Regions from separate parts of the Mus musculus genome. Here regions 2, 3, 4, 5, 6 and 7 are each linked to region 1. Evidence: chromatin contacts called from public HiChIP or PLAC-seq and promoter capture Hi-C data. All regions are on one chromosome and are shown on one strand. The core of a region is the stretch at or near the end of the contact, and the rest is flanking DNA. Distances in the headings are between cores, read along the strand shown. Region 1 holds the start of Nf1 (neurofibromin 1). Region 2 holds the start of Ksr1 (kinase suppressor of ras 1). Region 3 overlaps Ksr1 (kinase suppressor of ras 1). Region 4 holds the start of Evi2b (ecotropic viral integration site 2b). Region 5 holds the start of Omg (oligodendrocyte myelin glycoprotein). Region 6 holds the start of AU040972 (expressed sequence AU040972). Region 7 holds the start of Rab11fip4 (RAB11 family interacting protein 4 (class II)).

Region 1 (3,739 bases), core at 262-2,761:
GGTTGATGGCTGCAGGCTGTTGTCTGAGTGCGCGTCCACACTTTTGTTTTTGAGACAAGGCCACACTATGGAGCAGTGGTTGACTCAGGAGGATTTGCTTGCCTCTAATGAAAGCGAGCATCTCCACATCCTGCTTCTAAACACATTTTAACACTGACTTAATTCAAGTGCATTGAAGAAAACTCATTTCAAAGTCCAGTGTCAGAGCGCCTTTCCCTCCCCATCCGATGAGTAGAGAGCTTCACCCTGTAGCTCTGCTTGGCCTGGAAATCCCCAAGTAGAACAGGCTAGCCCCGAGCAAACTATCTTTTGGGTTTATCCTCTTTTGTAAGTGTGCACAGCCAATTCCACACAAGTCCTTCAAACTCTGGTTCTGGGCATTGGGAAGGCCCTTGTTTCTGGAGAGCCATCCTTCTCGATTTGTTCTTAGAGTCAAACCATTTTGGTACTTATCAGCCCTTGGGCATGTATCCTGGAACCTCCAGTGCTCTGTTCATCAGATAGGTCAGGCTACTGAGTCCTACTGGAAAGGTTTGTTCGAAAGGCTGAAATGCATAAATGTTAGGCCTTTTAAAGGTCTTTACAGTATGGTGAACTAGTCTTCAATCTGAATTATCATCCGTGCAAAAAGTTTTATTAACTTGGTTGTCCGTCAGTTTAGTTGAGGAATTTCGGATTGGGGAATTCTAGTCTCCAACTTGGATCACCACTGGGCCTTGCTTTGGAATTTAAGCGACATTAAAAAGAAAAAAATCACGGAATCTCTCTTGGCCTTCTTTTTACCCGTTTTCAGCAGCCTTCAGAAGCCCCATCGACTGCGTGGCGGTGTGTGCCTTACATTTTTAAGTGAAGAAAGCGGAGAGAGACTGACTCCAGCCTCCGGGACAGATCAGCGACAGAGATCAGCGGTCGGAGAGAAAGCCTAGCCTCAGGACACCCTAACTTCTAACCCCGGGAGCGATCCAAGCCCGGAGGCCAGCGGGGGAAGGGCTGTTCGAGGCGGCGGTGGCAATGACAGCCTACGCACCGGAGTCGGCTCAGATTCTCTGGCCAGAGCCCCGCGCCAGTTTAGGTGGGGAGACCCGCGGCAGCGAGGGACGCGCGCCTCCGGGCCCGGAGGAGTTAGGTGACGTCACCTCCAGGAGGACTCGCTTTTTCATTAATGAAACCGGCCGGCCGCGGGCGCATGCGCAGCAGGCCCCTTCCCTCTCGCTTCCCCCTCCCCTTTCCCAGCCGCGCTCTCAATCTCAAGCTCGCTCGCTCTCCCTCTCCCCGAGCCGTGGAAAGGATCCCACTTCCGGTGGGGTGTCATGGCGGCGTCTCGGACTGTGATGGCTGAGGGGAGACGGCGCTAGTGGGGAGAGCCACCCACAGGCGCCCTCCCCTCCCCGGGCTCCCCTCCCCACCCCTCCCCCAGTCTCCTCGCCAACGCCCCCTTCCCCTGTCCCCCTCCCGGCGGGCCGCGCGGGCCCCCGTCCCCACCCCCGTGGGAACGCTAGCTGCCCGCACTCCTCAGCCGCTCGGCTCGCCGCTGCCCTCACCTCCGCGCCGGCCGCCCGCCCGCCCTCAGGCGGGCCCCGGACGCCGGCCCTCCACCGCCCCCGGGTCGCCGGGAGGACATGGCCGCACACAGGCCGGTGGAATGGGTCCAGGCCGTGGTCAGCCGCTTCGACGAGCAGGTAACGGGCCGCGGCGGGCAGGAGGTGGGAGCGGGTGGGGGTGGGGACGCGGTGGGTGAGGGGAGGAAGGAGCGGCTGCCTCTCGGGCTGCCGGGGGCTCCGCAGACCGAGGAAGGGCTGGGGTGGGGGGGCGACGCTAGGGGACTGCCCGGGGATTCGGCTGTGAGCCGGGGCTCTCCTTCCCTCCTAAACCGGGGGGGTGGGGCCTTGCCCGTGACCAGCCCTCCATCCCCTTTATCCCAGCCCTTCCGCTTGCTCTTGGTGCGGGGATGAGTGACCTGGGGGCGCTTTCAGGGCCACTCCATCTGGATTTAATGGTTCTCTCTTAACTCTCCCCTTTTAGAAGGAGGTAGATAGGGGTTCCCTCTTCCCTTAACCCCCTCCCCCCCATCCTCGTAACTGGGGATAACCGAAGGAACCCCCAGTCTGTGTATGCATCCCCAGTAGGAGCAAGATAATATCCTGCCCCACCCCCATTTTCTGTAGCTGCCCCTTGGGGGCAGGAGTAGGGAAAGCACAGGTTTTCTTACTTTTCTGCTCGGGGCGTCAGCTTGCCTGGATGATGTTCACACCAGCATCCTTGATAGCCGGATGACACAAGGTTGCCTTTTGCGTTTGCAGGGGAAACCGTAGTTCTGAAATGACTCCCCTCCCCCTTCCTTGCTTGATGATCACACCCCCCTCTCCAGTCCCTGCTTGCCAGCAGCCCCAGAATGAATCTTGGCTTTCCTAAGTGAGACTCCAAGAGTAAGGGGAGAAGGGTGAAAGCAAAGGGAAAATCTAGCTACAGACTAGACAGCAGAGACAGACAGCTAGGATGTGGTCCTAGGGCCAATAATTGTGACCATGGTTTGTTGTTGTTTGACTTGTTTTTGACTCTTTGAACCCTCATTGAGACTACTTGGGATGGAGGGAAAAGTTTTGTAGTTTAGGAAGGTTGCTTTTTATTCGCTGAGTTTTCCACACATAAAATTCTAAGGCTGATGAGTAGACAACCCACACATAGCCTTTTGTCCATGAGAACTAGTTTAATTTGATGCTATCTACAGATAGCTGGGGCTGGTTTAAAGGATGGTTGCTTTTTGTTGCAGTTCTGCCAGGGGGTGTCCTCTAATGAGAGAATTGTTTAGAATTGAACCAATCTCTTTTGTTTATTGGGTTTAATCACAAAACTGATTATGGGAGCTGACAGGTAGGGGAAGGGTTTCTTCTTTAATTTGACCAGCAGACATTTTTTTATAGGACTCAATCTTTTGACCTATCCGACAGAGGAAGTCTACCCAGAGGACACTGGGAAACCTACACAGAGCTGAATGTGGTGGTTATATGACTTTTGTCCCAGCACACAGGAGGTCAGAGGCAGGTAGATCTCTGTGTGTTGGAGGCCAGCCTGGTCTACAGACTACATGCCAGGATGTCAAGGTTACTAAGGGAGATTCTGTCTCAACACCCCCCCCCCAAAAAAAACAAACCTACATAGATAAAATTTTGTAGCTATCAGAGACTTCATTCATTTGGTTTCCAGACCAAAAGGCATCAAAACAAACTGTTGTTGTAACCCGCCTGAAGAAGTAAATATTACTGTGTAAATTGGTCCAGTTATAGAGCATTAGATTTCAGTAGAACATTAAGTAGAATGTTAGATTCTAAACTTGATAGAAAAGAATTGCTGTGTAGAACTTAAAAAAAAAAGGGATTTAAGGGGCTAAAGAGGTGGGTTTAGCAGTTAAAAGCACTTGTTGCTCGGGCAGAGGACCTGGGTTTGATTTCCAGCATTCACACAGTGTTCACAGTGTAGTTCACAATTGTCTGTAACTCCAGTCCCAAGGGATCTAATGCTCTTTTCTGAATTGTGGCACCAGGCAAGCATGTGGTGCACATAAATGCAAACAAAACACTCATACACATAAAATTAAATACATTTAAAAACAGATTTAAAATGTGCCTAGACCAGTGGCTCTCAGCCTGTGGGTCGAGACCCTTTTGGGATTGACAGACCCTTTTACAGGTGCCACCTAAGATGATTGTAAAACACAAGATATTTCCATTATGATTCATAG
Region 2 (3,553 bases), core at 741-3,240, 190 kb before region 1:
GACCTGGGGAGGAACTACAAAGGCCAACCCAGAACATTCAACAGCCCAACAACATAGCAACTCAACAGATATACATGGCAGGACAACGAGCCCAGAACTATGACACACAGGCCTCCTATTGTATCAGCCTAAAAAGTGAACTTTGCTGGACACACACACTCAGCTGTGTTCAAGAAATCCACATGCAGAGACTCCCAGTGCAGGGTTTTGTTGGTTTGTTTTTAAGGCAAACCCCAGGTCAGTCCTGCTATAGCAACTGTAACAAAAAAACAATAATAATAGCCAGCACTGTTTGGAGTCTCCCAATGTCCCTGGCTTCATGGCTTTTATGAAAATACAACTAAGGGAGAGTCACCCTGAGCATTTTGGATCAAACAAGGATTCAGGCTTGTGGTGCGAGAGGAGGGAGGGCTGGTCTTGTAATAATTACAGCAATCATCAGCTGGCTCTAGGACAGCTGGCAGATGCAATTAGCAATTGTGTGTGTGTGTGTGTGTGTGTGTGTGTGAGAGAGAGAGAGAGAGAGAGAGAGAGAGAGAGAGGAGAGAGAAAGGGTATTATGTATCTAACAAGACATCCTCAGACCTACAGAAACCAAATGTGGCAATGCCAGGGAAAGGCCCTTCTTAGGGAAAGAGTTACTAAATAACCCCTTCACTTTCAAAGGTCTTCCAGTCTCTGGGCAAAAGCAAGTTGGGAAGGCACTAGTTTCCCCCCCAATGTGTAAGGGGGTGGGGGAGCGTCCCCTTCTGAAATGCCAACCACCTTTCTGGCTGGTTCTTCCAAATCGTTTTAATGCTGCACTTCCCAACTGTATAATTTGAGAGAAGAGAGCTCACACATCTTGTTTCCTCATTGCACTCCAGGTTATCTCTGTCAGCAACCCCCTTAAGTAGCCTGTTCTTACCAAAGGTTCCCTTCCCCAGTATAATCCTTCCTAGGCCAAAGCTCAGTGTTTGGGGTGGAGTAGGGAAGTCAAAGGGTAATTTCATTTTAAGCAGTGAACCGCTGTGACATCTCCAAAGACAAGCACCCCAACGCCTGAACAGCAAAAATGCTGTTTCAGCAAACACTTTTTGAAAAGCGGCAGAGACCTGGTGGAAAGGAAAGAAACGGACAACAAGGAGAGTGGGGAGTGAGGGGAAAGTCAGTGCCACCGATCGATCGACGCTCACACTTCAAGGGACGTCCCCCACATCGCCCCAGCCCACGCTACCGGACTTAAAGCACACGGAGAAAAGACCGGCGCGTGATTCAGTGGGACAATGACTACTGTGGGCACTGGAAATAGGGTGAAGGCGGAAAGGGGTTTGCAGTGGGGTGCCCTGTGCATCCTACTCGGCACGCTGGTCTTCGAGACTCGATCCAGTTCCACGCTAACACCCCCCTCCCCTAAATTCTTCCAAAGTGAGAGCTGGTCGTAGGTCCTCACGCTGCCGCATCAGAGAGCTCGGGAAAGGGAGGAAGACTCCAGCCAGCAACCCCGCTGCAGGATGCAACTCGGGAAGGAAAGCAGTGGGGCGGCTCCCGGGCCACCGCCGGGTCCGGACGTGGGGCGCAACGGCCCCTTACCTCTAGGGTCCGGATCTCCTGCTGTGTGAGGTCGTTAGACACTGAGCACTTGGTGCGCAGCCCGCGCAGACTGCCGATGGAGATATCGATGAGCTTCTGCAGCTGGCCGCACTGCTGCAGCGCCCGGCTGACGGCGGCCCCTGCGCCCCCGTCCGCCGCGGCGCCCCCGCCGCCGCCCTCCTTTTTCTCGCCCATCGCTGCCGCGCGCAACGCCGCTCTATCCATGCCTCGGCATCGGGGCCGCTGGGGGCCGAGGCGAGGAGCCCGGGGACACGGGCGCCTCGGCAGGAAAGCCCCGAGCCAGGAAGGCTGCACTAGGAGCGCCCCTTGGCGCCGCCTAAGCCTGCAGTCCCGAAAGCCTGCTGCCCAGTCCGCTCCTCCTCCCGCCCAGACGCGGCGGCAAAGCGAAAGCCTCCACTACCCGACGGCTGTGGTTGTTGGAGCCTTTAAGCGACAGCGGGGGCCGGATCGGGGCCGCGACGCATTCTGGGACTTGTAGTCCGCGCATCGCATCTGCTTTCTGGCCCGCGCCCTCGGGGCCCCGCCCGCACTTCGGCCCCGCCTGACGTCTAGAAGGGGCTGCTCTGCGCCTGCTCCAATTCGTGCGCGTCGTGGTCTAGGGAGTTTGATTCCTTTACCCCCATCTCCCACTACTACACCCTTCTCACACACGCAAGCGCACACACATCAGTAGCTTTCCGAGACTGGCGAATGGGGTGGGGAAGGGGCTGATGGCTCAGACCCAGATAACCCCTGTCTTGTAGGATATTGAGGGTCCTAAAATTTTTGTATGAGTTTAGGGGTTACCATGTATGGGAATGCGCTAAAAGTGTAGCTCAGCGGCAGAACATTTGCCAGGCAAACACAAAGCCCTAGGTTTGATTCCCCAACACTATCAAAAGAAAAGAAAAAGAAACACCCACCTTCATCAAAATCTCACAACACCCGACGAGGCTGTGTTTGTGTTCACATAGAGCTTGACCCTGAATTGTCACACCAAAGTTACTGTGCAGGCAAGGAGAAAGGACTTTCTTCTGTGTTCTATTTACTCAACAAAATAAATTTAGTGCCCCCCATACCCTGTAGATGCCACATGGGCAAAATATTAATTTGTTGAACAGTTCTAAGAGTTTCGAGCCAGAGAGAACCTGGGTCTACCCAGTATGTGAACTTGGACAAATAGCTTTCCTCTGAGTGCCCAAGTTTCCCCTTCACATCAAATAGGGTAGTCATAGCCATCTAGTCTAGAGGGTTTCTTTAAAAAAGTTATGTTTCTAACAGCACCCATATTAACTGCTGGCATGTGCGATCAAGTATACATGCTAGCTCCTTTCTAACTTCACACTATCTAGATGAGACCCTGAGCCTCAGCAGTCAGTGGTCTTAGCAGTGGTGTTTCCCAGTCTGCCCTAATTTAAGCTTTACCACACCTGCTCATTCTCCTCTCCCATCAGTCCACCTCACATGTTCTAGCAATAAAAATGAAGTGAAAATGAGCCAGGTGGCAGTGGCACTCTGGAAGCAGAGGCAGGAGAATCTCTGTGAGTTCCAGGCCAGCCTGGTCTACAGAGCAAGTTCCAAGACAGCCAGGGCTACACAGAGAAACCCTGTCTCGAAAAAAGAAGTAAAAACTGAAGTCAAGTGTACACACTTTTAATCCCAGCACTCCAGAGGCAGAGGCAGGAGGATCTCTGTGAGTTCAAGACCAATCTGGTCAAATAGTGAATTCAAGACCAGCTTGGGCTACATATATAGTGAGGTCTTGCCTCAAAAACAGTGTTGGGTTAGACAGATAGCTCAGCAGTTAGGAGCGCTCGCTCCTGCAAAGGATGAGGAGTTCTGTGCCCTGCATCCGTGTGATGGATCACAGCCATTTGTAACTCCAGTTCTAGGGATTCTGATGCCTTCTAACCTCTGTGAGCACCAAGTAGTCACATGGCTACACATACATGCATGCAGGCAAAACACTCAGACCCATAAA
Region 3 (3,436 bases), core at 58-2,557, 210 kb before region 1:
AGCCAACCACCTAAGCCCTTACCACCTATACCACCTAAGCATGATGGCAGGGGCCGAGGATCCCAGCTGCCTGAGGCAGGAAGATTGGAATTGCAGGGCCTGCCCTGGCAACTTAGTAACACCCTGTCTCAAAATTTAAAAAAAAAAAAAAAAATCAGGTGGGCAAGAATACAGCACAGTCAACCACCCCACCCCCGGGGGGGGGGGGGGGCGGTGAATTCTAGAACAACAAAAAAATAAATAAAACAAGAAAGGGAAGGTGCCAAGAAGACAAGCCAGAGCCAGGCGTGGTGGCGCACACCTTTAATCCCAGCACTTGGGAGGCAGAGGCAGAGGCAGAGGCAGAGGCAGAGGCAGAGGCAGAGGCAGAGGCAGAGGCAGAGGCAGAGGCAGGCGGATTTCTGAGTTGGAGGCCAGCCTGGTCTACAAAGTGAGTTCCAGGACAGCCAGAGCTATACAGAGAAACTTTGTCTCGAAAAACCAAAAAAAAAAAAAAAAAAAAAAAAAGAAGACAAGCCAGAGAGAAGGCCATCCTTCAATAGCAGCCTTTGCATGTATTTGTCTTTCCGTCTTTTTGTTTTGTTTTGTTTTTTGTTGTTTTGTTTTGGTTTTGGGGGTTTTGTTTGGTTTTTTTGAGACAGGGTTTCTCTGTGTAGCCCTGGCTGTCCTGGAACTTACTCTGTAGACCAGGCTGGCCTTGAATTTAGAGATCTGCCTGCCTCTGCCTCCCAAGTCCTGGGATGAAAAGTGTGCACCTCCACCACCTGGCTTGTCTCATTTTTTAATAATTAAGTGGATTCCCGCTCTTTGGTGACATCTTTTTTGCTTAGTTGATTGTTTTTAGTTTTTTTTTTTCCCCCAGTTAGCGGTATACTAGGATCATTTTTTAATTCTTTATAGCAAGGGGGTGTTTTAAAGGCTGTCATTCAAATGCGCTTGGTCTTGCTGGCACAGTATCTCAGGGTTGTATGTTTAGGGTTAGACAGGTGGATTGTTGCAATTCCCCATGGGTGTAAACCATGCTGTGTTGAGCATCCTTGGGGACCACTAGTCACATTCTCTGAGTTCTCGCTGGCCCTTAACCCCTTTGATGTGCACTTGCCTCAGGCTGGGCATAGTGACATGGGTTTACAAACCTCAACAGGAAAGAGCATCCTATACTAGGATCCAGTTCAAGGCTAGTTTGGGCTCCATAGCAAGGTTCTGTCTCAAAAGCAAAACTCTTCCCCTAACAACCTAAGAGTGGGACCTCAAGCCTAAGGCAGCTAGCAGCAGAAAGGGGAAGCACACAGGAGCCCACTTCAGCAACTCCAAAAGCCAGCGCTGTCCCTTGCTTATTCTGCTTGTATTTCTAAGAGGCCATGGAGGCGGCACATAGGCTAGGGCTGGTGTGTGGAGGTCAGAGGACAATCCACTGGAGGGGGTTCCCTCTCCACCATGTGGCTTCAGGAAACTGAACGTAGGTCAGCAGGCTCGGCAGCAACCACATTTACCCCCTGAGCCGTCTCGCCTGGGCTGCCATCGCGTCTTACAGAGCTTCCTGTCACACAAAACTACTGTGGAGGGGCTGCAGACTAGTTCAGCAGTTAGGAGCACATGCTGTCCCTGCAGAAGACATGGCAGCCCACAACCATCAGTGACCAGTTCCAGGGGTTTCTGACACGTTCTGCTCCCCACAGATGCTGTAAGCACATGGTATAGTGTATACATGCAGGTCAGACACTCACATATATAAAATTGTAAACTTTTTAAAAGCTGAGGACAACCAAGGAAGACAACTGATACTAACCTATGGCTTCCACGTGTGCACATACATTCATGGAACCTACACTCTTGTACACACCACACACAGAGAGAGAGATTGGTTGACTGGTTGTCTGACTGATTAGTTATTAACACATGCTCAATACTGTAATCTCAGTGCTCAGAAAGCTGACTCCAGAGGACTGCATATTCCCGGGCCAGTCTCAATAGCCTCAACCAGAAGGAAAAGACCTTGTTTCAACAACAATGACAAAACCCCAGACATGTCCGTCTTCATCCTTAAAGGGAAAGGAAATCTCTCCTATAGGTAAAGTCACCCACCCTCTGTGGAGAATGGGTAGCCATCCCTGAGGTGGCTGGGAAAGCGTCGAGGGTATCCTGGAAAGGCTGAGACAGGCAGCAGGGAGTGGGGCAGGGTCACTGGGTTGCTGTTTTCCCTGTGTGGCTGGATTCCACACTCGCATCATCATGTGTCCAGCGACAGAGACCTGTCAGACTGCAAGTTTAATCCCAGGCTATCATACTACCAGTGGATGGCCCTTCGGGAGCTGCTTAGACCCCCAGGGGCAGCTGAAGATAAGTGTCCTCTGTGAGCAAAGAGCCCTGAACAGTTCCTGTACGGTTCCTGTACCAGTGGATGCTACAGTTACAAACATCCTCATCGACACTGGTACCCAACTCCCAGGGTGTCTCTAAGAGGACCAACAAGCATGGGCACCTTGGAAATGAAGCTGGGGCCACAGTCTTCCTCCCAAGATGGCTGATGCTGAGGGACCTGCACTCAAAGGGGCAGGATTCCCCTTGTTAGTGGGGATTCGGCTTACAGACAGCAGCCATCACTGCTTAAACGGAGGCAGCAGGACTTGGGAAGCTCTTTCTGCACCAGGCCAGTTCTGTTCCCACAGGACTCCTTGCTAGAAATAGCTCAGAAGAGAGTGATTCTGGAAACTTCTCAGCTCCGCTACAGAATCCAGGACTAGATGAAGAAAGGTCTGAGTGGCCAGATGTGGCACAGGCCTGTCATTCCAGCAGTCAGGAGTCAGCATTGGGCTACCTAACAACCTGCTTTAACACAAGCCTAAGTGTCCAGAGGAGAAAACTACAGGACGAGTCTCCCTTTTGTTCCAGAAAGGCTTGGTTTTGTTTTGTTTTTTTATGGTCTCTGTGAGCATCATGGAGGGAAGCTTCCAGCCTGTGGCAGTGCGCTCCCAGCAAGGACAGGGGAATCTAGTCTGGGACACACCATATCTGGCCACCAGCTCAGGGACTAGAGTCTGGTAGGCATTCACACATTCATCATTTCATTTTTTAAAAAATGTCGATGTACATATAACCGTTTTGCCTAAACGTGTCTGTGTACCATGAGTATGCTTAGTTCCCTCAGATGCCAGAAGAGGGCATCAGATCCCCTGGAACTAGAGTTACAGATGGTTGCCCATCATGTGGTTGCTGGTAATCAAACCTGGGTCCTTTGGGAAAGCAGCCAGTGTGCTTAACCACTGAGCCTTTTCTCCAAGCAACACAGTGATAAGCTAAAGTGTGACATGATAGGGGTGAGGAAGGGATTTTTTTTTTCCCAAACGAAAAGCAGCCCCCACCCACTTACTTCACTTCTGGTTTTCCCATCTACATACATATTTCTACCAATTTACATAACTATAAGTGCTGCAGG
Region 4 (3,678 bases), core at 933-3,432, 180 kb after region 1:
GAGGCCCAAACCAGCCAAGGCTAGATAGTGATAACCTGTCTCAAATAAACAAACAAAATTAGATCTTTCAGTTATTTTGATATAAGAAAAATAAGTATAGCTGGGTGTGGAAGCTTATACCTCCATTTCTGGAGGCAGAGGCAGGGAGGTCTTAGAGTTAGAGGCCAACCAGGTCTGCTTGTGGGTTCCAGGCTAACCAAGGTTATATTGTAGGGAGACCCTGTCCCCAAAAACCAAAATCAAAAGCAACAAGTAAATTATAGTACACATATAAGAGGTAGGCACATAGTACTAGTGCTGTCTCTAAACTAGTGAGATTTTAAAACCATAGTAGGAAGAAACCAGAAAAGGAAATCAATCTCAAATTACAAGTAGTATTTTATGGCCATTTTTTATCAGTAAAAATAGCTACCATTGCTGAACACCAGAAAATTCCTGAGTAATAAGATTTATTTGCATGACCTAGGTGGTTGTATTTTCATCTTCCAAGTTTTAAAAAAAAAAGAAAGAGAGAGAGAGAGAACTTGGTTAACTTGACAAGCTGTCACAGCCCTAGTGGTGGCACAGTATGAAACCATGCTGCCCTGAGCCTTGGACTTCTGCTACATGCTGGAGCCTTTGTAGAATTATGAACAAGAAAGGCAGAGGAGAGGCAGAGAGGCAGAGGCCTAGGCAGAGCCAGGCAGATCTCTCTGTGAGTTCAAGGCCAGCCTGATTACAGAGTTCCAGGACTTTAATTAATTAATTAAACCAGGATGCTATAAAGAAAAGTTATGTTGATAAAGTGTTAAAATAGGACCTAACCCACTTCCAAATTATTTTTCTTTGGGATTGCAGGTCTTTGGAAGCTCAGTGCATTTTTATTTATTTTATGTAATTGTTCCATTTAGTCACAAGGCAAGTATCTTTTGTATATACCAACAAGTTTTTACAAAACGTTCTTTCTGTGAATGTTTCTTTCTGTTCATATTCTTCACTAACAGGTCAGCTCAGAGTATGTGGCATAAGCACACATGTGAATATGCACATACCCACTTTATCATAATATTTTTTCCTTATGGAACTTTTACCTTATTTTTTTTTTTTTTTTTTGGTTTTTTCGAGACAGGGTTTTTCTGTATAGCTCTGACTGTCCTGGAACTCACTTTGTAGACCAGGCTGGCCTCGAACTCAGAAATCCACCTGCCTCTGCCTCCTGAGTGCTGGGATTAAAGGCATGCGCCACCATGTCCGGCCTTATGGAACTTTTAAAATGACATAATATATGTCATAATTATTACTTAAATATAAAATTTATTTTATACAAAAATGACATCTAATTTAATTTCTCTTTAAGTTAAAACGAAGGTGACCATTGATGGTTTATAAACTAAAGTGTTAGACAAAAATAATTTATGCCAGTAATGGTAGTGAATGCTTTTAATCCTAGTAACTTGTGTGTTGGAGACAGAAAGATCTGAGTTAGAAGCCGGCCTGGGCTGCATGTAAAAGCACTGACTTTTTTTTTTTTTTTCTTTCTAAATAGTGGGGAAAATACTGATGAGATAATCTAAATCTATAGGAATAGACAGTCTGTGTAGAAAGTAACTTAGACTCTGTCCCCTCTCTGTTTACAATGCCAGGCCAAACCCCAGGCCTTATACATGTGGGGCAGGCTCTGCCCCAGCTTGAGAATTTTTTAAACAATATTTTAGAGATTGTAAATTTAGTCAAAGCCTGTAGAATTTAATTTTATTTTTAACTCTTGCCTTACTTAAAATTATTAAAGTGATTTAACAAATATTTTGACTGAGTAAACTTCAAAGGGCTGATAATATTAAAATCTTGATAAAAATCTTTCAGACAGTATCAACCCTGAGTATAAATTTATAAAATTCTGCACAGCAGGACCACAGAAACTTTCTGTAGACATCTTTAAACTGTTGAGAGCTGAATTCAACTAAGTATGAAACACTAATACTGTTTTAGTTTTTAAAATAAATAAGCAAAACTGAAATCAGAAATCAGAGGGCCTGTGTCCAGGTGTGCTTACCTGTGAACTTCTTTCGCAGAATGTAAATTCTTGTTCTAACAGGACATGTTGGTGATTTGGCTGAGAGAGCAAAGGGGTGTTTCAGTGCGGATTAACGGTGGTCTCCAGCGCACTGAGACGGCTTCTGTGCAGCAGAGGAAGTTTATCAGTAGCCGTTACAGGAAGTGCAATATGCCACAGAATGACTAAGAGTTTGCTCCTTCACCAGAGCGTATTTTGAAACACAATCTATATAACTTTAAGTGCTTGTAGCTGATGTTTGTAACTGATCCCTGACTCTCCAGGCATGGGGATCCATAATCTAAAAATTTAGGACGGAGTCTTGCCTGAGAAATTATCTATTCTGAGGTAAATTCTGAGGGATATTTCTTATTAGAAGAAATGAATGTTGTGTAGGTCTCAGGCAAGTCAGTGCCTTCTCACTCACCATTTCCTCCTCTAAAAACCTACTGTTTTGGAACATTGTGAGCACTGGGTAAGATGACACCTCCCATGGCAGGTGAGCCGTGCATGTGAGTGTTACTCCTTCATCGGTAGCTTAAATTGACTCCATGAGGATAACTGAATTATTCTGTGTCTGCCACCCAACTTCATCTTTGATTGCAGAAAATGGGAGCAACTGTCTGAAGTCATTTCCAATCAGGTCTGTTTTACCCTTGAAGAAGACAAGCAGAGCCTGGCATAATGATGCATGCCTGTAATCTCAGCATTTTAGAGGCAGAGCAGGAGGCTCTCTGGTGTGTTGGAGATCATCACACACAGTGACTTTGAGGCCAGCCTGAATTACAGAACAAACAAAACCCCTCACTCCACCCCCAGACCTTATAACCACAAAAGGACTAGGGCAGAGCAGCCAGAAGAGATGTGAGAGAAAGAAAGACATTCATGATGCTCTGGAGAGTAAAAGTGAAAGGGGAAAGTCTGCTTGCCCTCTGTGCTTTAATTTTCATTTTATCGACACTTTGCTTTATCTGGTTATGATTTACTAAACATTTAGGGAGAGGAACTTTTTTTTAAAACTAGTAGTAAATTCATGAGAAAATTTGTATCAGCAGTTAAGAGCACTGACTGTTCTTCCAAACAACCAAGTTCAGCTCCCAGCACCCACATGGAAGCTCACAACCATCTGTAACTCCAGTCCTAGAGAGGATCTGGTGCTCTCTTCTTGCCTCTGTGGGCACCAGACACATATGTAGTGCATAGACACATATGCAAGCAAAATACCCATACACATTAAAAAAGATAGAAAGAAAATAATTTGATTTCATGTGCCTCTCAACACACAGTTCATTTAAAGATGTAACCCAGAATTTGAAGTAACAGAGTTGACAGAGGTAAATGTGATGGTCAAGGGTAACACCATCGGGCTGCAGAGATGGCTCAGCAGTTAAGAGCACTGACTGCTCATCAGAAGGTCCTGGGTTCAAGTCCCAGCAACCACATGGAGACTCACAACCATCCATAATGAAATCTGACATCCTCTTCTGGTGCATCTGGAAACAGCTACAGTGTACTTATATATAATAAATAAATCTTTTATACGGGGGAAAAAGGTAACATCATCTAGGAAGTTAGGAAGAAACACCCAGTACTTGACTTGAAAGTCAGCTCAATATAACTGGAATCAGGTGGAGGGCGTGAGATTA
Region 5 (3,557 bases), core at 641-3,140, 160 kb after region 1:
AAGCTTGAGGTAAACCCAGGAGGTGTGGGGTACATGCTCTGTTCCTTTAGAGAGGATACTTGCTTAGAACAAGGAGTCCCTATCACATGGGCTTTCGTTTCCATCACCCACTTCAATAAGTAAGTAATGTTTTGTTTATGGTCACATGACCACCTGTTATTATGAAGAGTTATCTCTTGCAACTGCAAAAGTTGGTCAAAAGACTGTTCTGGAATGAATGTGAATTTATTGTTGTGCAGGTAAAGATGTGTGAGATTTGTCAGGTTTATTAATGTCCCTGGAAGGATTTGTGTCAGTGAGTTATTAGACAGGTCCACGATATGCAGTTTGGAAGGCATGTTGGTTGGAACTGTCCAAAGCTTGTTACTGCTGAGGTTAAGAACCTCGAGACTTCTTAGGGTATTTTTAATGAGAACAACCTTTTCCAGCATATTCTTAGAAACATCCAGGTATTTAAGGTTCCACTGATAAGCAGTATCAGATTTGTCAAGAAGTTTAATATTGTTGTTAGCAGCAGACATGTTCCAGAGAGACCGAGGTAACTGAGCAGGCAGACTTTCAAGCCTGTTGTTTGAAATATCCAGGGTTCTCAGATTGGTATATGGGGTTAACTGGTTATGCAGATCAGTAAAGTGGTTATAAGACAGGTTTAAATGTATAATGTTCTCCTGCAGTCCAGGTGGTAATGTAGTCAAGTTTCTGCCTGAACAGTCCACATGCCTGTGCCTCTCTGTGCATGTACACTGGAGAGGACAAATGCATAAGATGCCAGGCGTGAGAAACAGAAGGATGAACAGGCAGGAAGACATTTTCAGTATCTGATATTCCATCAAAGCCTGAAAACAAACAGATACATCCTTCTTTTAATATGCAAATTCACTCTCAGCATCTGCATGGGTCAGTTAGCATTCGGCAAAATTTTCAATAAACCTCCTTGTTGTTGAGTCCTTTTATAATTGTTCCAGTGATTAAACTAACAAAGCTGCCCTTCATTTATAGTCCAAATGCCTAATCCTTCAATTGGGGCTATGTGGTGGGTGGGGGTGGGGGAACTGGGGGGGAGAGAGACAGACAGACAGAAAGGCAGAGAGAGAGAGAGAGAGAGAGAGAGAGAGAGAGAGAGAGAGAGAGAGACTCTCCTACATTTTCTCTTTATTTTTATCCTTTAGTATATTCATCTTATTTATCTTCTCGGAGCCTTTATATGATAGAATGGCACTGTCTGCAAATGAGGAGTTTTATAGGCTTACTTAGGCTGTTACTATTTTTGATAATGTTTTTGATTCAGAAAAAAAATGGCTGTCATGTCTGTTTTTCTTAAATCTCTGCAGTATTATAAGACACAATATGTTTGTAGTTTGAGATGTTAAAACAGATTAAAACAGTTTTTGAAATTTCATCTTCTCATGGATAACTATATCCTGGTAAAAAACGTTTTAATGAACTTGGAAAAATCAAGCCCGATAGCGTACATTTGTAAAATGATTTTTTCCCTTATATTTCAGTACCAATTTTAAAGGAAAAACAATATATGTATTTACAAAGTGAGTGGACATTAAAATGAAAACCTCGGCTATTACTGCAGCAGATTTTGGTGCATGCACTTGTTATTGAATATATTCAATCCTAACATTAGCTTTAAAAAAAAAAAAAGCTAAAGAAAAGGAAAAAATTCAAAATCCGTCTTTTACCAATTTAAACAACTGCTTACCATAATGTCGTCTTCACTATCAGTATCTCATTTTCTCCGGGAAACTTGCAGCTTAAAGGTCGTCTTGTTGTGGGAGTCGGAAGGGTTTCTGGCTGTGGGCTCTGCTTGCCAGCTCAGCTGCATTGTGTTGCTGTGAGCCGAAGCTCTGCAACCACCTGATCAGCACCACATAGGAGGACTGCAGAGCTGTCATTGGTGCTGACTCAAATTTATTGCAAGAGGTGCATACGCAACAAAATGGACTTTTTTTTTTCTTTTTCTTTTTCTTTTTTTTTTTTTTTTTTTTTAATTTACAGCCCAGAGAGTGCCTTACATAGCTTCAGTTCTCTGTCGGGTAGAATACTTCATGCAAATTAGGGCTGGGCTTTACTTCTGTGTATTTCTCTGAGTTTAGGTTGCACATTTAACATTTGCTTGCTGTAATTTTTCTTAAAGCCTCTACATTCTTTCTATGTGTTGAAAAATGTTCTTTGTGAATTGATTTCCAGGATATTCATTGAACTATTTTTAATCTCCGCATTTTTATGTTCTTTTCAAAAACAGTTAAATTGTCTCGTAACCTTTTCATATGTATGTCATGATAGAAATCTTGATTTTTATGTCTTCCTCCATCGTGGCTACTATTATTATATTTAATTAGCTTTTCGAATTTATCAGTCAATTACGTGTTTCATCTTACCTTTTAGGAAGCACAGGAATACTCAATATGATTACTTTGTTTTTGCCTTCCTGATACAAAAGATCGTTTGACTAATGCTGCACACAGGCCAGCTGCGTTGTCGTCACAGTCTCCTTCCCCAGCACATGCACACAGTCCTGCCTTAGTGACAGTGATCAAATAAGAACAAGCCACATGTAAAATAAGGATGCTGGACTATAAAACAACACCAGCCTAAAATACGTTTCACTGTGTCTTCCTGGCTGGCCTGGAACTCACAGAGATCTTCCTACTTCTGTTTCTCACTGCTAGAATTAAAGATGTGCACTACCATAACCAGTAGATACTAGATATTTTGTTTTGTTTCTTCTATTTTAATGTTCTACTTTTAATTACCAGTCAAATGGTAAAATAATTGTTTACATTTTATGTATTTGAGTTAGATGGAGTTGTTTGGTTTTGATTTTGCTATTTTTTTTCTTCCATGAAACTTGTTTTGGATGGTATGGATAGAGTATTGCTTTCTCCAGAGGTATTGTTGGGTCTGAACAAAAGATAATTTTATTTTTATGAATAGCAGTATCAAAGCTGGAGTGGCAACACACACCTTTAATCCTAGCATTCAGCAGGTGGAAGTAAGAAGGCCAGGAATTGAAGCCCAGCTTTGACTACACAGCAAGCTCAAGGCCAGCCTAGAATAGATGAGACCCTGTCTGAAAATATAAAATAAAATGCTGGCCATGGCGGTGCTCAGCTTTAGTCCCAGCACTCAGGTGACAGAAGCAGGGAAATCTCTACACATCCGAGGCCAGCCTGGTCTACAGCGAGTCCAAGACAGCCAGGGCTACATGGAGAAATGCTACCTCAAAAAACCAAAATAAACAAAATAAATAAAAACTATTACTTTCCAATTGTTTATTTAGTGTTTCATATTTATATGTTATCTTTCCCAGAAAGTCAATAGACTTAAAAATATATGTAACAATGTTTGTAAAAGATGAAACTATAATCAAAATTTTTGTAAAATATGACTAGATTCATGGTATTTTAAGTAAACTAGATAAATAATCACTTGAAACTCAAACCTATATTACAAAATGACCACTTATCATAGGAAAGAAAAGGAGAAAATTAAGACATACTTATTATGAAATTGTCACCATATAAAAACCAGCAATTATTAGTATA
Region 6 (3,868 bases), core at 378-2,877, 140 kb after region 1:
TTTCTTTTGCTTTAAAGTGATCATAAAATTTAATACTCAGTTCACAAACACATAGACAATCACATATCTTTAGTTGTATCTCTATAGTATATTCACATAATATAAATGGACTTTTAAATTATTCATTAATGACCAAATAACAACCCTCCTTTCTGAACCTCACCCGATAACAGACTTGTTTTCTATCTAGGTCACTAACTTCAGGAATAAGCGTTCTGAATACTAGAAGGAGCTTGATTTTGTTTTCCTGTTTTGCAAACAAGTTAACCATGAGGCATTTGAACCAGTAAGAATGGGGTTGGTGTGAGGAACAGGACAGCAGCAAAGGTTCGACCTGAAGGACTGGCTGACAGACTGGGTGGGAGAGGAGAGTAGCAGGAGGAGGAGGAAGCTTCTCGCTTAGTAGTTTAAGGGGTAGCTCTACAAATTAGAATATTACTTTTAAATCTTTACAACAAAGTAGAAGAAAAAAACCAACCATAAGTCAAATGATTTCCCCAATGCTAAGGTTTCCTTCATTTTAACCTTCTTTAGGGGTAGAAGAGAGCAAAGGGCGAGCTGTTAAGAGAATTCCATAGCTTTTTAAAAAGGAAATCTAGAATTGACTACAAATGAGTCTGCCATTTTACAGCTGAGCCTACACGAGGGGTACATACAGCATGTCTAGAGATGCCTATTCTACAGTAAGCAGACTGAGAGCCTGAGTCTGAATCCTAGTTCAGGTTCTTTAGCCGGTATGAATGGTAACACAGAGCAGGCTCCTATACCAAAGGGTCAGTACTCTCTCTAGAATTAGGCTACTTTTCTCTTAGCATGTATTCAAATCTAATAGCTTGCTATACCTGTAATAAGCAGACCCCTGCTTACCATGATAAAATATTATATTTTTTGTTCAAATCTTAAACTTAAATTTTAGGAATATATACAAGAACTTCTATTTCATTCTAATACATAGTTAACCATTTTCGAGTTACTACTACCTTTTGATTTGGCAGACTAGTTTTGAAGATTATGAATTCAGCCTTTGTCTTGGGTCCTGGAGAATGATCCTGAAGGGAAGTCTCTTCTCACTCTCCGAGTTCTAAATAATATAGCTAGGAGCCAGTCACGTGCTTGGAGCCTCGCCTCTTTGGAAGTATCGGAAGGAGCGTTTCCAAACATCTAGTGTAAACAGGCAGACTTTGACAGAGATTAAGGCATTCAAATAAAATCTTTGTAAAGTCTATGTACTTACTTAAAGGATCCAGTGAATACCTCACTGCATTTAATCTTCCTGCATGCACCCAAATGGATTGCTTCATTGGGTTGACTCTAACTAGACGAATATATAATTTGCTTTGTAATTATCATGATTTCAAACCAAGTAAGAGCATTAATGATGATTTTAAAATAATTTAGGAATTTTACATCTTAAGAGATTAAATGTTGATAAATAAAGATAAAAGTACCCTCGCATGGCACTTTAAAGAAAGAATTAGACATGGAAGTGATAGTGTGAGACTCAATTACAGAAGTTTCCTTTTAAAAAATGTCCTAAGCCACCTCTCTCACGAGCTGAAGTCAGTGTTTTCCGGGGAAATAGGGCTGTGTTGTAGTAACAGCTTCATCTTCATGGCAGGCACCGTGAGTGTAGCAGGAATGGACACAAGGTGTGGTGTTGGTACACAAGGAAGTCACTGCGAGAGTGGCGGGGAACAAGCCAGTACATGTCCTTACTCTGTGCTGAGTTTTTCCCCTCCTTTGAATGAATAGGCAAATGCTTGCTAAATCTCTAACCTCACTTGTGGAGGGTAGTTGTGATCATACTTAGAAAATCAACAAAAGAAGCCTCTTGGCAACCAGAGCAGTGCACTAAGTCACTGCCTGAGATAGTGAGTGTCTGCTACCATGCCTCTCCTACTCCCTGCTTATTCTGAGAATTGACTCTAGGGAATAGAGTTGAAATGGTTGTAGTGATGTTTACTCCTTGAGCTAACTGTGGCCCAGTAATTAATTATGTTTTTCTAACCCTGACCTTTTGAATTTATTCTTTTACTCCTCCCCGCCCCTCTTTGAGACAGAATCTTCTGAACATCTGGCCTTAAACTCACCATCCTCTTCCCTCACGCTTCCAAGTGCTCAGATTACAGTGTGGCCATCAAGTCTGCCTATTCAGCTTATTATCAAGCTTCTAACAACTCAATCTTGCCTTACTTACTTCAGTGTTTTCTCCCTATTTTTTCTCAGAGTCTCTTTGTTTTGTTTTGCTTTATAAGATAGGGTCTCATGTAGCCCTGGGTCTTCTCGTAATCTGTTAATTTCATTTATCATTTAGCCAAATGACTAGCTGTCTAACCTTTGGTTTCTCACTATCTTATTTTTTTTATTAACCTTAATGATGCTAAACAAACAAAAATTATTTACCATTATCCAGCCTTGAAAGACCTTAATATTGTCATTGTGTCTGAAGTTTTTTCCTTCCTTGCTCAGAGTTCCTCCTGTGGAGGCCTACCTCTGATGTCAGTACCCTTTTTCTATGTATGAACATGCCCTAATTTTATGGTGAAGAATTAGTCATTTTAGGAAATTGCAGTTATCAGAGTCTGGGTTTTTTCTTGCCCTGCCTTCAGGTCAAGCACACCTCTTATTCTTTGTATTTTCTCTACCTTCTAGCATAGTAAGTATTATTAAGACTAGGAGACACTGGGATTTATTGAAAAGCTGTCAGTTTATTTCTGTCTCTCCAATGATATGATTAGTAATGTCTGAAGTAGCAACTATTGGTCATTTGACTTATTTCCTCTGTGTCATAAACATACGTTCACGAATCATCAGCCTAAATTTAAGAGCCCACTATTATTTTCTGGCTTCTATTTGGTAGGTCATATATACACTCATCTTTGACAACCTAAAGTTGAATCAATAGAAGTTTGACACTCAAATTATTTGGAACATTTTACCTGGGTTGGTATGAGACTTGGACTTGGTATATTTGTGCTTCTTGTCTCCTTCCAGCATATCGCCATACCACTCCTGTCAGCCTTGTGGTTAACTACCTGGGAATGTACCTGAGTGCTGGTGACATGAGTTGTGTGACTTGTCCTGGGTGACCTATTTCCATTCACTCTAGACAAAGAGGGAAATGATAGACCGAAGGAGCTATTCTTCCAAGTTGTGCTAATAGTGTTCCAGGAGCATCAGTGACTCAGTGTGCAGCTTCACCAAAGCCCTTGTCTCCATCAGTGATGGATCTCAGAGTTGCATGCCTGGAGTCTTCTCCCTCCAGCAACTACTTACCCCTAGCATACCCTTCGGGACAGGGAGCGTGGCTCCTGAGCATTCCTTCTGTCCACATGAGAAGGTTAATAGATCCATTTTCATGAGGGTTATCACGACTGATCTGATCAAGTTGACAACCATCACATCCAGCCCAGAGAAAACAATATGTACATCATTTTCTGGCCTGGTGTTTGGCTTTGAACCAGTTCTCCAAAGTTTGTTGGAGGGCTTCTTCAAAACCCTAGAAGAGAGTAGAACTAAATGACTCAGTAGAGGTGAGAAATAAACTTTTGTTGTCATAGCTGGAAATACTTGAGGGCTGTTTATAATAGAAACCCATCTGTGCTGTTTGCCAAATCCCATGTTACTCTACTTTACATCCTGCTTCTACCTGAGATGTGGATCTGAATACAGAATCTTATTGAACTTTTCTCATCTCTGAATTCCACTTGACTAATAGGGAATACAAGGAGACTGAAGAAAGAAAGGGTAGGTGAGAATGTATTCTCTTGTTCACCATGGCTGCCTGCATCCTTCCACGAGATGATGGTTTTGTTAGGTAATCCCCTCTCTGTATTTACTTTCTGGTAACTGCTCTACTTCAGCTGGT
Region 7 (3,678 bases), core at 794-3,293, 250 kb after region 1:
ATACGTGCTGTTGGGCTTACCACAAACTACCCAAAGCCTGGTGGCTTAAGCAACGCAAATGTGATCCCTCTCAGTTCTGGAAGTCAGGAGGTCAAATGCATGCGTTGGCAGGATCGCGCCCCTGCAAATGGTCTCTCTCCGACCCCTTCAGCTTCCTGGACTGTGGCTGAAGGGCTCTTGTCGGTTCTACCCATGGTCAGGAAGCCCCCTCCTGTCATTGAGCTTGTCTCTGACCCTTCCTTCATTCGCGAGGTTGCATTAGGATCCTTGCTCTGGAGCACGGAGGAGCAGCCAACAAGAAGGAGACTTCCTATAGGAGGCGCCACCTCCACAGAATCTGCAATCGAGCAAATGGGCCACAGGAGTTGGAAGAGACAAGGCGCAGAGCCAGTCACCCCAGGCCTGGAGGCAGGAGGGAACTAAGGTATTTCCGAGAGGCAGGAGGCGGTCCTGATGCCAAGGCTTGTAACCTCTGCTCTGGAGAAATGGCAGACAGAGTTCAGAATTGTCCCAGGAGTCTGATACGGGATAGCTTTGGAATTTGTTTCCAATCTGCCTTTGGAGAGCTTGGGATGTGGTCTTGGGCTTTGGGCTTGGTTCCCCTGTGATCGATCTGAGGCCTCACGTAGAGCAGTTGAGGTGAGCAAGGAAGGTCTCTTGCTTTCCAGGTTGTGTTACCAGGGTGGGCTCTGAGAGACATTTTTGCAGCTCCCACCAGGGGGCAGGCCCCAGCTGCAACCTGCTTTCCATTTATCATTCATTCATTCATTCATTCATTCATTCATGTGTTAGTACCTCACAGAGAGGCATCCACCTACCAAGAAAAGAAAAACAAAAACAAAAACAAAAATCACTTTTCAGGACGGTACACCTCCCCTCTCTAGTGGTTGACTCCATGAACACGGTAGACTCTGATCCTTAAAGCCACAAGGCTTTCTTCCCAGGGAGATTGGACCTCTGGAAGAGTAAAGCATCAAATGGGGGGACAGCCTGGCTCACCCTTGGAGTCCTGACTCCAGGGGAGACTAAGCAGTCGCCACTCAGGACATCCATATTTAAGACTCATCCTGAAGACCAGAATGGAATTGGAGGCTCAGAGAGGGAGGCCCTGTGTGGTCCTTGTGCCAAACTGGGTACAAGTCCCCTGCACTCCCTGTTCACACCACTGAATTGCTCTGGGCTCACACTTGACCAGAGATCAAAAACATGAGGACACTAAGACATAGCATAACCCTTAGAGTTTCCCACCATGCACACCCTAGCAAAGTTTTAGAAATGCATGGGGATTTGGAAGAAGGGCTCAGAACTGAGGTGAGACAGACTGAGGAAGAAGCCTGCGCATATCTGGGGGCTCAGGCAAGGTCTGTGCTTGAGTTGGGCGCAACCACTCCTAAGTGGTCTGTTGTGCTGAACAAGGTTGATGGGTAGACGGGAGACTAGGCTTGACCTCTGCTCAGTTGAACTTCACTAGGAGAAGGCAAAATTGGTTGGGTCGTCCACACCCAGGATGGAGTCCCGAGCTCTGAGAGGCTGCCAGCAAAATAAGAGAGGACAGGAGCTACGGGTTCCCAAGCCACCGGTGTTTCTGGGCCCTGTTGACACTAAGCCTAATGGAAGACACTTCCTCCCACCACCACTTCTAGTCCCCTCCACCCGCCACCATTCTAAGGTTCCCTGCTCCTCCACACTGCGCCCATCCCTTTCCTTCAACAAGCGGAACGGCTTCTCAGGGGTCTCCGCTTCCAGGGAAGCGAAAGCAGCAATCGAATACTAGGCAAGGAACACCTGCAACACCCAGCGCTGACAAAGGACGCGGCCGGTGCACACTGGCTAGCCGCGGGGTGCACGGGCCGCGCTGAGTTCCAACCACCCCCCACCCCCCAACTCCAGCTCAGGTCTAGGAGGGGCGGAGCCTGGGGAGGCTCGGGTCCTTTTGTCTGCAGCCCCGCCCCGCCCCGCCCCCACGCGGGCCCGCGGCGCGCGGCAGACACGAGCGGCTGACACGAGCGGCCGCCGCGGGCGGAGGCTGCGCGCCGCAGACCCGGGCGGTGCGAGCGCGATGGCGAAGGCGGCAGCGCGGGGCTTGGGCTAGCTGCCGGCGGCGCGGATGGCGGGTGGCGCGGGCTGGGCGGGCGCCCCCGCGGCTCTGCTGCGCTCCGTGCGCCGCCTGCGCGAAGTGTTCGAGGTGTGCGGCCGCGACCCCGACGGCTTTCTACGCGTGGAGCGCGTCGCGGCGCTCGGCCTGCGCTTCGGGCAAGGAGAGGAGGTAAGGAGCTCGGGCGCGTCCCCGGGCCGGGGAAACCGCAGGGACCCCGCGCAGTCACATTCCGGGCCTCTCTGTGGATCACATGGCATGCCCGCGGTGGCCGGCCGGCCCACCTGCCGTTCCCCCTGGTCTGTCTCCAATCCCCCTTGATGTTTGGGGAGGGGAAGAGGTGCCCTTAAAATCCAGTCTCTGAGCACCCCCTCCCACACACAACCAAGTCACAGGGCTATGTGTGCACCGTGCCAGGCCTACGGGTGACAGGGATAAGCAGGGATGTTCTGCAGTCTCTGGTCCTTAGCTGTACCTACCCAACCTAGAAAAGAAGGGATGTCTGCTCCGGGCCACCCTGGATTCTGGTCCAGTTCCTGGTGACCTTCCACTCAAGCTAAATGGGCAGGCCTAGCTGGCAGCAGACTGTGCTGGCTGCAGAGGGCCAAGCAGGACCAAGCCGGGAGTGGTTAGCTGAGCCTCTGGTGTTGGTGTTGGGCCGCATGGGTGGCAGAGAGCAGAATTGTGGGTACTGTCAGCCAATGTGAAATGGCAGGGTCTGAACTGCCAGTGTGTAACGAATACCTATGCGTTGGGCTAGTGTCCTCCTGCCATCCTCACAGGGGCTAGTATCCGTGTCTGAGAGAAGGGCAGGACACCGTGTTAATGAAACCCTGCAGTGTTGAGCGTCTCTGGATTCAAAAGACCTGGTTGAACTTTGGGTTTCTAAGGTCATCTGAGACCCTCTGGGCCTTGGTTTCAACTGCTGTACTGGATGGCAAGTGGGAGGTGATGACAACCCCTTTCTAGGTGGCTGGGCACTCGCCAGAACCTGGAAATCCCCGAGAGCAGGAGGTGGAGGAGGGAGGCAGGTGTCAGGTGTGAGGACTCTGGTCCCCAGTCTCAGACAGCTTACTACTGCAGTTCTCCTTAAAGTCCTTTATCTCCTCTCTGGTTTGCTCGGGAGCATCTCCTGCTGCTACCTCAGCCTTTCTTCTACAGAGGATGCCAGCGTCCCACTTCTTGGCCAATACCTTCTACCTGAGCAGGCTGAGCAGCCCAGGAGGCTACAGGCTGCTGGTGTGGAGAATTCTCCTTGCTTTGGGCGGAAACCTGGGATCCAGAATCAGAAAACCTCAGGCATGGGGATGGCCCCCACTGGGGCCTCTGGCAGAGGGCTGGCTGGAGCCGTTTAATAGTATTCCTAGGCTGGACAAACACCTCCCATCCTTAGATCCTCTTCCCTCCGCATTCCAGACACCAACCAGCTTGTCACTGGGTCATTGTGGTTCTGCACAGGAACCTACCTGGGTTTCCCTTCTGCACTGTAGCCTATAAACCTTTGAAAACATCACTCCTCTACCCTTGTCCCTTGCCACCCTTTCACCCCTGTCTGAAGCTCCAAACCGTTTCCAAGCCAACTA

Evidence for each region. Promoter capture Hi-C pulls out the DNA fragments that hold promoters and counts their contacts. HiChIP or PLAC-seq counts read pairs in DNA pulled down with a chosen protein or histone mark. Capture Hi-C pulls out chosen DNA fragments and counts their contacts.
Region 2: a promoter capture Hi-C map of fetal liver shows a contact between it and region 1, with 3 times the contacts expected there. The contact joins the promoter of Ksr1 here to the promoter of Nf1 in region 1. A contact is called at or near these places in 7 of 39 promoter capture datasets (embryonic stem cells, fetal liver, hematopoietic stem and progenitor cells and 3 more), 4 of 484 Hi-C or Micro-C datasets (B cells, CD8 T cells, embryonic stem cells and 1 more), 3 of 115 datasets of contacts at active chromatin or transcription factors (all in embryonic stem cells) and 1 of 9 other capture datasets (adipose tissue).
Region 3: an H3K27ac HiChIP or PLAC-seq map of microglia shows a contact between it and region 1, with 5 times the contacts expected there. The contact joins the enhancer-like site here to the promoter of Nf1 in region 1. A contact is called at or near these places in 1 of 39 promoter capture datasets (the C10 cell line) and 8 of 115 datasets of contacts at active chromatin or transcription factors (bone marrow-derived macrophages, embryonic stem cells, large pre-B cells and 3 more).
Region 4: a promoter capture Hi-C map of pancreatic islet shows a contact between it and region 1. The contact joins the promoter of Evi2b here to the promoter of Nf1 in region 1. A contact is called at or near these places in 2 of 39 promoter capture datasets (macrophages and pre-B cells), 1 of 15 datasets of contacts at CTCF or cohesin (the NIH/3T3 cell line), 1 of 484 Hi-C or Micro-C datasets (CD4 T cells), 3 of 115 datasets of contacts at active chromatin or transcription factors (bone marrow-derived macrophages, effector CD8 T cells and memory CD8 T cells) and 3 of 9 other capture datasets (adipose tissue, liver and pancreatic islet).
Region 5: a contact with region 1 is called in a promoter capture Hi-C map of embryonic stem cells, with 2.0 times the contacts expected there. The contact joins the promoter of Omg here to the promoter of Nf1 in region 1. A contact is called at or near these places in 4 of 39 promoter capture datasets (the C10 cell line, embryonic stem cells, pre-B cells and 1 more), 1 of 115 datasets of contacts at active chromatin or transcription factors (memory CD8 T cells) and 1 of 9 other capture datasets (liver).
Region 6: a contact with region 1 is called in a promoter capture Hi-C map of stem cell-derived epiblast-like cells, with 2.5 times the contacts expected there. The contact joins the promoter of AU040972 here to the promoter of Nf1 in region 1. A contact is called at or near these places in 7 of 39 promoter capture datasets (the C10 cell line, embryonic stem cells, hippocampal neurons and 3 more) and 1 of 484 Hi-C or Micro-C datasets (embryonic stem cells).
Region 7: a contact with region 1 is called in a promoter capture Hi-C map of stem cell-derived epiblast-like cells, with 4 times the contacts expected there. The contact joins the promoter of Rab11fip4 here to the promoter of Nf1 in region 1. A contact is called at or near these places in 5 of 39 promoter capture datasets (the C10 cell line, embryonic stem cells, hippocampal neurons and 2 more), 1 of 15 datasets of contacts at CTCF or cohesin (large pre-B cells), 7 of 115 datasets of contacts at active chromatin or transcription factors (the SCID.adh cell line, bone marrow-derived macrophages, embryonic stem cells and 2 more) and 3 of 9 other capture datasets (adipose tissue, embryonic stem cells and liver).

What each region holds. Positions count from the first base shown.
Region 1 is chr11:79,338,381-79,342,119 of GRCm38.p6, forward strand. It overlaps Nf1 (neurofibromin 1), which reads left to right and starts at 1,512. Exons shown (of 58, transcript NM_010897.2): 1 at 1,512-1,679. The coding sequence starts at 1,620.
Region 2 is chr11:79,144,483-79,148,035 of GRCm38.p6, forward strand. It overlaps Ksr1 (kinase suppressor of ras 1), which reads right to left and starts at 1,991. Exons shown (of 19, transcript NM_013571.3): 1 at 1,573-1,991. The coding sequence starts at 1,797.
Region 3 is chr11:79,124,529-79,127,964 of GRCm38.p6, forward strand. All of the region lies in intron 1 of Ksr1 (kinase suppressor of ras 1), which reads right to left. Among named protein-coding and RNA genes, the nearest start is that of Ksr1, 20 kb to the right of the region's middle. Within about 2 kb of position 1,308, at least 49 of the 459 cell types and tissues checked have an H3K27ac peak or open chromatin away from gene starts, as enhancers often do. A contact at or near this core is called in microglia, where this site is marked.
Region 4 is chr11:79,521,580-79,525,257 of GRCm38.p6, forward strand. It overlaps Evi2b (ecotropic viral integration site 2b), which reads right to left and starts at 2,183. Exons shown (of 2, transcript NM_001077496.1): 1 at 2,033-2,183. The region is part of intron 36 of Nf1 (neurofibromin 1); the gene reads left to right. It overlaps Evi2 (ecotropic viral integration site 2), which reads right to left. Exons shown (of 4, transcript NM_146023.4): 3 at 2,033-2,156.
Region 5 is chr11:79,502,192-79,505,748 of GRCm38.p6, forward strand. It overlaps Omg (oligodendrocyte myelin glycoprotein), which reads right to left and starts at 1,891. Exons shown (of 2, transcript NM_019409.2): 1 at 1,712-1,891; 2 at 1-836. The coding sequence starts at 1,714. The region is part of intron 36 of Nf1 (neurofibromin 1); the gene reads left to right.
Region 6 is chr11:79,482,404-79,486,271 of GRCm38.p6, forward strand. AU040972 (expressed sequence AU040972) reads right to left here and starts at 1,628. Exons shown (of 4, transcript NR_045305.1): 1 at 1,543-1,628; 2 at 1,235-1,315; 3 at 981-1,161; 4 at 1-9. The region is part of intron 36 of Nf1 (neurofibromin 1); the gene reads left to right.
Region 7 is chr11:79,589,169-79,592,846 of GRCm38.p6, forward strand. Rab11fip4 (RAB11 family interacting protein 4 (class II)) reads left to right here and starts at 2,044. Exons shown (of 15, transcript NM_175543.3): 1 at 2,044-2,266. The coding sequence starts at 2,108.